3 separate regions of the Mus musculus genome follow, and all the other regions are linked to region 3. A link is a contact called in public Micro-C and promoter capture Hi-C data. All regions are on one chromosome and are shown on one strand. The core of a region is the stretch at or near the end of the contact, and the rest is flanking DNA. Distances in the headings are between cores, read along the strand shown.

What was found. Promoter capture Hi-C pulls out the DNA fragments that hold promoters and counts their contacts. A called contact is a pair of places that touch in the nucleus more often than the background predicts.
Region 1: a contact with region 3 is called in a promoter capture Hi-C map of liver, with 2.6 times the contacts expected there. The contact joins the promoter of E130018N17Rik here to the promoter of B4galt5 in region 3. A contact is called at or near these places in 2 of 39 promoter capture datasets (hippocampal neurons and liver).
Region 2: a contact with region 3 is called in a Micro-C map of embryonic stem cells, with 6 times the contacts expected there. The contact joins the promoter of Ptpn1 here to the promoter of B4galt5 in region 3. A contact is called at or near these places in 1 of 484 Hi-C or Micro-C datasets (embryonic stem cells), 1 of 115 datasets of contacts at active chromatin or transcription factors (effector CD8 T cells) and 1 of 9 other capture datasets (pancreatic islet).

Annotation. Positions count from the first base shown.
Region 1 is chr2:168,153,000-168,155,927 of GRCm38.p6, reverse strand. E130018N17Rik (RIKEN cDNA E130018N17 gene) reads left to right here and starts at 1,415. Exons shown (of 2, transcript NR_040327.1): 1 at 1,415-1,574; 2 at 2,177-2,928.
Region 2 is chr2:167,930,559-167,933,596 of GRCm38.p6, reverse strand. It overlaps Ptpn1 (protein tyrosine phosphatase, non-receptor type 1), which reads right to left and starts at 1,270. Exons shown (of 9, transcript NM_011201.3): 1 at 1,041-1,270. The coding sequence starts at 1,103.
Region 3 is chr2:167,347,854-167,350,553 of GRCm38.p6, reverse strand. B4galt5 (UDP-Gal:betaGlcNAc beta 1,4-galactosyltransferase, polypeptide 5) reads left to right here and starts at 1,376. Exons shown (of 9, transcript NM_019835.2): 1 at 1,376-1,636. The coding sequence starts at 1,522.

The DNA.
Region 1 (2,928 bases), core at 166-2,665, 810 kb before region 3:
TGCCCGTCTCCTCTCCGCAGTTCCGGGATTACAATAGTGCCATCACTACCAACTGGTTTAATTTTTAGACAAGAGGCTCCTATGTGCCAGGCTGGTCTTGAGATTGCTATGTCACTGAGGGTGACTTTAAGCTCCTGAACCCCCTGTTTTACTTGCCTCGTACAAGGTCATACTTGGTTGCACACCCTGCTTTTGAAATTCGGGGTCAAGGGACAGAGCTCAGGTGCTCAGGCTCCTTAGGCAAGGCCGTTACCTACTGAGCTTGAAGCTCAGGGTTCCTTCTGGAAATTACCACAGATAGCTCAGAGGAGACAGGGTGGACCCCTTGGCCTTGGGCCACTATCCACAGCCATCTTCCATCTGATAACCCAGGACAGACATCGGGCCTTCAAGGGGCATCTGGCTGTGTTGGACAGCTTCCAGGTTGTCACTCCTGGGTTGGATGCTCTTGGGATCCCAGGAGTAGAGGCAGGTTCCATTAATCATGTCACCATACAAGCCCCAGACATCAGAGGACGACACAGATTTGCGAAAAGGAAATTTTGAGTGTGTCCCCACCAAATAAGTTGGGGTGCTTCTCATTATGCCTACACAAACACCCCACCACCACCAAATAAAAACGTCTCACGGTCATAATGAGAATCCAACTGACTCTCCCCAAAGCTTTAACATGAACACAACCATCTGAAAACACAGGTCAGGGCCAATGAGATGGCTCAGTGAGTACAGGTGCTTGCTGCTAAGCCTGACAAATGGTTCCACCATCCTAGGGACTCACATGGTGGAAAGATCCAATGCCCATAAACTGCTCTCTAAGCCAGACAGGGTGGTGCTTACCTTTAATACCAAAATTTGGCAAGAAGAGGCAAGTGACCACCCTGGTCTACAAAACAAGAGTTCCAACCCAGTTGGTCTTACACAAGATTCTCCAAAAAACCAACCAACCAAACAAACAAACAAAACAAAACAAAAACCCAGAAACAATTTGACCTCTTGTACTCTGACCACTACAGGTATGCTTGCTGCCTTGGCATGAGCGTGTACACACACACACACACACACACACAAAAGCATGATTGTGTAGGAGGCTGGGTGCTGGGGAGGTGTGGGACTCGGCCTCCATCTTTGCTTCGGTATTAGCCATCTGTCATGCGGCGTTTTTACCACCAGGACTGCTGAAGGCAGGAAGAGAAAGAAGCCGGTTCAGAGCTGCCAGCAGGCGCCTGGAACCTCCCCTGGCTGCTTTGTGTTTCAGCAAGAGCCCTCCCAGCTCCAGCCAGGCAGGCTCCTCCCCATGGCCCTCCTGGGGCCCCCCGCTGGGGGAGGAGGCCCAGCTAAGCCTCTCTCCTGCTGGCTGGGGGTGGGGAAGGGAGGGACTCCAAGCCTAGCACCCAAGGACGACCCCTACAGGCCAGCCAGGGCAGGGCAGCATTCCCTACAGCCGCCATTTCTTCTCTGTCAGCTCTCTGCTGTCAGACAGAGAGCCAAACAGAGCTGGAAGGTCAGATATCTCTGGAATGTATTGAGCACCTACTGGGTGCACAACCTTGAGGAAGAGCACGTGCCCTCTGCAGGTACTGGAAATGTAACTGGGTAGATGGTAGCCGAGGGATCCTACCCAGGGTCCCTCTGGGACTTCATAGCTGGGGTCAGATCCTTTCGCCCACGTGTCACCATGGGTAGGACAGAGGCTATGGTCCACCCAGACAGAACACAGGCAGGGAGAGGGACACTGTGAGGTCTTTGAGCCTAGAGCTCCTTCCTTGTAAAGTGGAGTCACCTGTCTCTGGAGTTTTTATAAGACGTCAGAATCAGGGGCCAAAGCTAAGAGCTGGGAAGTCTGGGCTGGAGCTAGTACAACCTGATGGACAGATGTCCCTCATTCTATGCATCTGATCTCAGAGGCCTCTGAAGGGGCAGAGCCAGGGGCAGGAGGATTAGGAGTTAAAGGTCATCTCTAGCTAATCTGAGGCTGACCTGAAACTTCTGATCTTCCTGCCTCTTCCTCCCAAATGCTGGGATTACAGGAGTGTACCAGTATACCCAGGCTAAGCCTTGCTGCGGGGCCAACATGCAGCCTGGTCTACATGCCAAGTTCTGGGCCAGCCAGGGCTGCAAAGCAAGACCTTGTTTCAAAAATAAAAAAATGTCTGACGTCCAGCTTTTTCCCAAACAGGAGAATCTGTTCCCGTCTCCCTGCAGTTCCGTCTCATGCCTGCTCTGCTGTGGGCAAAGTGTCCCTTCTGCCACCAGGGCCCCTGACTAGTTTTCCTGGGACCACCTGGCCTCCTGGTCTCTTCTAGCCCTGCTGGATTAAGGTGAAAAGCCAGTCTAGGCCACCATAGCCAGACTGCCTGCTGCATGGACAGCCTCTGCCCTGAGTCCTGGATCCTTCCTTCACTGGAAAGTACCTCTCATGGAGAAAATTCATCAAGGTAAAACCTCATGAACAAGATGTTTTGGCTTGGCAGGAAACAAACAGTGGTTAACAACAAATTAGTGAGCTACTGAGCCTCTGGGCACATGGCGCTGAGGGCAGACCCAGGTTGGCTGCAGACATCAGCTATGGTCTCCTGCAGACCTGAGGGGGCACAGGCCTGGCTCAAAGCTCCCTTCACACGGACTGGAACAGTCTTCAGGTGGGATGCTCTTGTGTGCGGCTTAAGCTCTGGCCTGCTCCTCAGGCTCCGTTCCCCAGAGCCCTGCTCCACTGACCTAAGGCTGGGTTTCTTTTCTCTCCTTTGATTGGACAAGGGGCCCAAACTCCTGAAGTGGGGCTTTCAAGGAGCCCAGAGCTCAGCATGAAATATTTTCAACTGAAGAACAATCCTAGGAGCAAAAGCCTCCTTTGGGGGGTGGGGTGCACCCAGGTGCCCTCCTCAGCTCCCAGGTAAGTCTCTGAATGTTGCCACCAACACTGAAGAAGTC
Region 2 (3,038 bases), core at 21-2,520, 580 kb before region 3:
GCTTATTTAAGATGCCTGGCGAGTATGGTTAATCCTCACAACCCCCGCACTGACATTTAATCGGAAGATTTGTTTTCTTTAGAGGACTTAGCTGCTTGCAAAGACATCTTTGCATTTTCAATTCACTGTTTCATACATGGCGGGGGGTGGGGGGGAGAACCCTACTTTCATAATACTTTTTTTTTTTTTAATGAACCACCAGAACCCCTCAAGTGGACCGGATCACAGAAAACAGAAACCATCTCAGCTCACGGTCAAAGGATAAAAGACAAAAGAAAGAGGCCATTTGGAGAGGGTCAGGCAGCTATAGGAATGGGTTCTGTGTCCCCCTAGTTAGTCGCCTAACCTCATGGCTTGTCACTCCTTGGTCTATTCAAAGAGCAAGTCTCCTTCCCTGTCGAGCCGCTAGCAGCCCTGCCGGTGATGCCCTAGACAAGGCAGCCCCTTTGCGTACAGTCACCCTCCACCAGAACAGGTCTTTCTCTTCTCAACACTTGTCACCAGATGCAATGATCAGTATTTGAATGTCTGTGTGACTATAGCCTCTCGGGGGGGGGGGGATAGGTTAGGTCTACGGTGGCGTTCAATACACACCAGCTCCAAAGCCTAGCACCGAAGAGACCCTCCAGCTCACGTCTAACAAATGAATGGACAGGAAGGAGTAAGGGGGCTGTCATCCCCGGGCCTCCACCACCGCACACCGAGGCCCGAGGAAGTGAAATGTGAGGGGGCGGGGGTGTCGGCGAGCCCACCCTCCTCCCCAGGAGACAAAGGAAGAGGGCCTGAGGTGGTCCAGTCCAGACAAGGAAGCGGCAGGGGTGTGGACCAGTGGGGACAAAGGGTGGCTGGGCCATGTTGGGGTCGGGTTTGCGGGGGGAGCTCGAAGATGACAGGGACCGCGGAGAGATAGAGGCGAGTGGGGGTGTCGCAGGGGCCGCGAACCCCAAGAGGGGTCTAGGGCGACGAGGATGCGCGACAGGAGTCCCCCGAGCCGGGAGGGTCGGGGAGACGGCGCGGCCTAGGGGCCCCCGGCTCCGCACCTGGTAAATAGCCGCCCAGTTCCCAGCCTTGTCGATCTCCTCGAACTCCTTCTCCATCTCCATGGCGGGACGGGTCGGCTGCCCGAGTTCCCACGGCCGTCCGCCGCGCTAGGCCGCGTCGCTCCGCGTCCCGAAGCCCGTCACCCGCCACCACCGCAGCCCCAAGCTCCCCAGCAGCGGCTTCTGCATGTCAAGCCGGCAGCCGGAAGTACGCACCCCCGCCTCACCGCGAGCTCCGCCCTCTGTACGGGAGGACCAGTCAGCTAGCGAAAAGGCGGCCGGCACTTCCGCGGGGGCGGAGCGGTAGGCGGGGCATCGCGGACGAGGCCCGAACCCGAGGAGCAGACTTGCTGCGCGCGCCGCGTGCGGCTTCCCGGGTTCCGCGCTCCGGAGGGCGCGCGCCCGTTGCCCAAGCGACCCCCGGCGGCGCGCCCACGGCGCGTGGGCCGAGGCGGGACTCGGGGAGTATCCTGAGTTCGAGCCTCAAGCCCGCCGGTTGAGTCAGGCGGCGAGGGCGTGGCCTCGAGCTGGGCGGTTGAGTGGGAGCGGCGTTTCCTGTCCCGGTCTGTTTTTCTTTTTTCTTTTTTTCCTTTTTGTCTTGGTTTTTCCAGACAGGGTTTCTGTGCGTAGCCCTGGACGTCCTCACATTCACTCTGTAGACCAAGACTGGCCTCGAACTCATAAATCCGGCTGCCTTTTTCCCGAGTTCTGGGATTAAAGGTGTGTGCCATCACTTCGGGCTCCGTTCTTTATTTTTAACTCAGGGTCACGATATTCCAGGCTGGCCTCTCACTTGCTGTCAGGCCAAGGATAACCTCTTATTTGCTGTCAGGCGAAGGATGATCCTCTCGCCTCCATCTCCCACGTCTTGGAATCACAGACATGCATTGCGGGGGATAAACCAGAGCTCCGTGCATGCTAGGACCTACTCCGGCCACATCCCAGCGAGCAGAGTGTTCGTTTTAGACAACGAATCACTCTATAGCCCGAGCTGGCCTGGAGTTCACTACGTAACCCAGGCCAGCCTCCAGCTCTGGATCTGCCTGCCTCAGTCTCCGGAGTTTTGGACAGGTGCTAACACCCAGCTGGCCACTCTGCTCTCATGAAACTTGGGAAAGTCCATAAGAGTTTTTACCCTGGCAGAATGAACGGATGGGACATGTGGTGCTAGTTTTCTGTCTTTCTCCAGTATCAAGAAAATCCTGACCAGATGTGGTGGCACTTGCCTTTAAACTCTCCAGGTAGAAGCAAGGGGTCTCTGAGTTCCAGGCCAGCCTGGTCTACATCGTTCCGGGACAGCCAGTTATACAGTGAGACCCCTTCTCAAAACAAAAAAACAACCAAAAGGGAAAAAATCTTCCTTGGGGTTTGTTGGTGACTCATAACCATCCTAACTCTAGTTTCAGGCCGTCTTCTGACCTTCAAGGGCACAGGGTATACATGTGATACCATACTACTGTACATACATGCATACAAAACCATCATACAAATAAATCTAAAAACATGTTTAAAAGAAAAAAAAAATCTTCCTCTCTGATGTCATCTGGGTGCAGATTCTGTGGTTTGTTCAGACTGCCCAGGGTGAGCACTGAATGTTGGTTCCGATGCTTGGGTTCCTTGAAGTATGTGTGAAGGATGGGATTGCCTTCCCTGGGGAAATGTAACTGGAACATGGAGTTGTAAACTTCCATTCTGGGATAGAAAGGGAGACATAGGTAGGAGCCGTGTCCTGTGCCCAGTGCCAGCTCCTGGTGTGACAGAGTGACTTCCAGTTTGCTCCAAGGGTACTGAGGTAGGCAAAAGGGCCCATGTTCATTTACTCTCCACAATCCCCCCTCACAGAGGCATTTTGATTCCCATCTTAGAGCTGCCAAGAGCAAAGCACACAGACAAAGCCCTTGTCCAAGGCAGCATTGCCAAGCAGGGTTAGCAGCTAAACATGTCTGTAATCCTAGCCCTTGAGAAGCTGAGGCAGGAGGATTGTGGAGAATTCGAGGT
Region 3 (2,700 bases), core at 127-2,626:
TTGGAGGTGATGGGAAAGTCGAGGCTTGGAAGTGCACATGACAGTGCAGAATGAGAAATGGGGTTAGTGGTCAAGCCCCGGTGGCAGGCCACTTTTGATTTGAGCCCTTACTTCACAACTTAGACGACTTGCTTCTCTTTCCAGAAGCTTCAGTTTTCTCATCGGTGCAATGGGGCCAAAGTGGGGGTAGGGGAGCCACGATCTCAGGACTTAGAGAGAGGCTGTTACTGGCTAAGAAGCCCTGTTTCTCGGTGTCTTAACATTGACAGTTGTCACCACTGTTCTGTCCTGTAGGATGTGACCTTGTTTGGATCTCTTCTTCTTTCCTGGGATTTTATCCTTGGATTCATTGAAGGCGGATCAAGCCCCTTCTTCCTTCCTTCCGGCTTTTGCATTTGTAGTTCCCCTTAGTGGGACCACTCTTTCTCCACCTGGCACTTTCACATTCTTTTGTGTTCATGCCACCCAGGAAGGAGAGGCTTCCCCCTCAATCTCAGACTAGAGTAGAATGCATCCGAAACATCTTCATGTCTAATTGTTTTCATATCTCTTATCATCATCATCTGTTATATTGATTTTTTTCTTATTCGCATTAATACAGGTTCCCAGAGGAATCTTTGCTCCGTGGAGCATCCCCGGCCCCAGGACCCGTAACTGCCACTTTATCATAAATGGTGTCTGGAATGAATGGATGAGTGAGGGCGAACACGAATGCCCCGGCCTCTGCATCCTTGCTCTGCTGCAGCGGCGGGCTACCTGGCTATTCACACATTGTCCACCACCCCTCGATCCCCGCGTGGGGAGCTCGCACGGGAACCAAGTCGTACTAGCGAGCCGCTTCCTGCCAGCATGGGCGGCGGCCGCTCGAGGATCTTGCGGCTAGAGTGCTCGCGCGTGAACCCCGCCCCGCCCCGCCCCGCCCCCACATCCAGGCCCCGCCCCACAGATGCGCTCCCCGGACTGTAGGCCCTGCCCATTCCCGCCCCCTTGCCTCAGGCCACGCCCTTCTCTCCTCCCCGTCAGGCCTCAGGCTCAGGCTCCCGCAAAATGCTTGTTATGCTCCCGGCCCCGCCCTTATCCCCCTCCCCATCAGACTTCAAGCCCGGTCCCCGCCGGTGTTCTCAGGCTCGCGGAGGCACCCTTAACATCAGGCCCCGCCCTCGTCCGGCCCCCAGTTTAGGCCCCGCCCTTACTCGGTCCCCATCAGGCCTGCCTCAGGTCTGGTACCTCCATCTGCTCCTCAGACTGCGGCCCTTGCCCTCGCCCCGCCCTCAGCATCAGACCCCGCCCCTCACCCCGCCCTCCTAACAGGCCCCGCCCCGCCCGCCTCGCCCCCGCCGCTGAGCTCCTCTGGTCGTCGGCCCCCTCCCGCCTCATGTGGCCCGGCCCGCGGCGGCCGGCGGCTGAAAGCGGCGAGGCGGCGGCGCGCGAAGCCCGGAAGGCGGCGGCCGAGGCCCAGGCGGCGGACCGGAGCGGCGGGAGCGGGGCCCGGGTTGGCCCTCGAGCGGCCGCCGGCTCAGCATGCGCGCCCGCCGGGGGCTGCTGCGGCTGCCGCGCCGCTCGCTGCTCGCCGCGCTCTTCTTCTTCTCGCTGTCGTCCTCGCTGCTCTACTTCGTCTATGTGGCGCCCGGCATAGGTAGGAAGGCGACCCTGCGGCCACCCCACGCCTCTTCCCGCTGCGGCCCGCGCCGCCGCCCCGGCCGACCCCGCGCTCCGTGACTCGCCGTTTCCTGCCGCGCCACCCCGCAGCCCGCCCGCACACGCGGCCTCCTCCCTGACGCAGCCGCCCGCGCCCTCCGCGGCCGCGCGTTGGCTGCCCAGACCCGGCGGGGCTGCGGGCTGCGCGCCCCTTTCCCCTCCCCCCCCTCCTCCCTGGAGCCCGCCGCTCGCCCGCCGCTCATAGCGGACCCGACCTGCTCTGGGGACCGATGGGAAGTTTGAATTGGCCATGGAGGAGGTGCTGTGACAGGGGCCTTGAAGAAGCGGTGCCAGGTGGAAGGGAGGGGGGGGTCGCCCAGAGAAGAAACGGAATGGGTAGCAGTTCTCCAAGGTCCGCCCTTTAGAGGGGGAGACCGCCTGGAGAGAAAACGAGCCCTTCCCGGAACAGACTGGACGCTGATGAGAAGGCAAAGGCAGCGAGAGGGTTAAAGGCAGAGGACACTGAGGTCAGATGTCCTGTATGACCTTGGGCCCTCAGCTTCTCTTCTCTGTAAAATGGGGACACGAATCCCAGCCTTTAAAGGACAGAGGGCCATAAATGCCCTTTAAGCTTTTCTCCCTATAGCGGACGCCCAACGTCTTCGAAATAAATACATACATAATAAATAAATATTCGCTGTTACAGGTAGTTTGGGGGACAGAAGGAAAGAGTTTTAAGGAATGCGACTTGCCTCCCTTAGTGTGGTCTTGGAGTGCTAGTGAAAACTTCAGCCCTTGGTGAAAAATGAGAAGATGCTGTTGGGGGTGGGGCCGAGGGCGAGAATTCTGGATGGTTGGGATGGGTGCCGCTTAGGGGAAGTGCCTTTGAGATCGGAGTAGTAAATGCTGGTGTTCCCTGTTGACCTGGCAACTCTGAACTGGCAGAGAAATTTCCAGAGAAAGAGGGAGAGAGGGAGAGAGTCTCTCCCCTGATTATTTTTTTTTTTAAAGCTTGTTTCACTTGATGTTTAAAGTTGGTGTTTCATGCTGTCAGCCTGACCT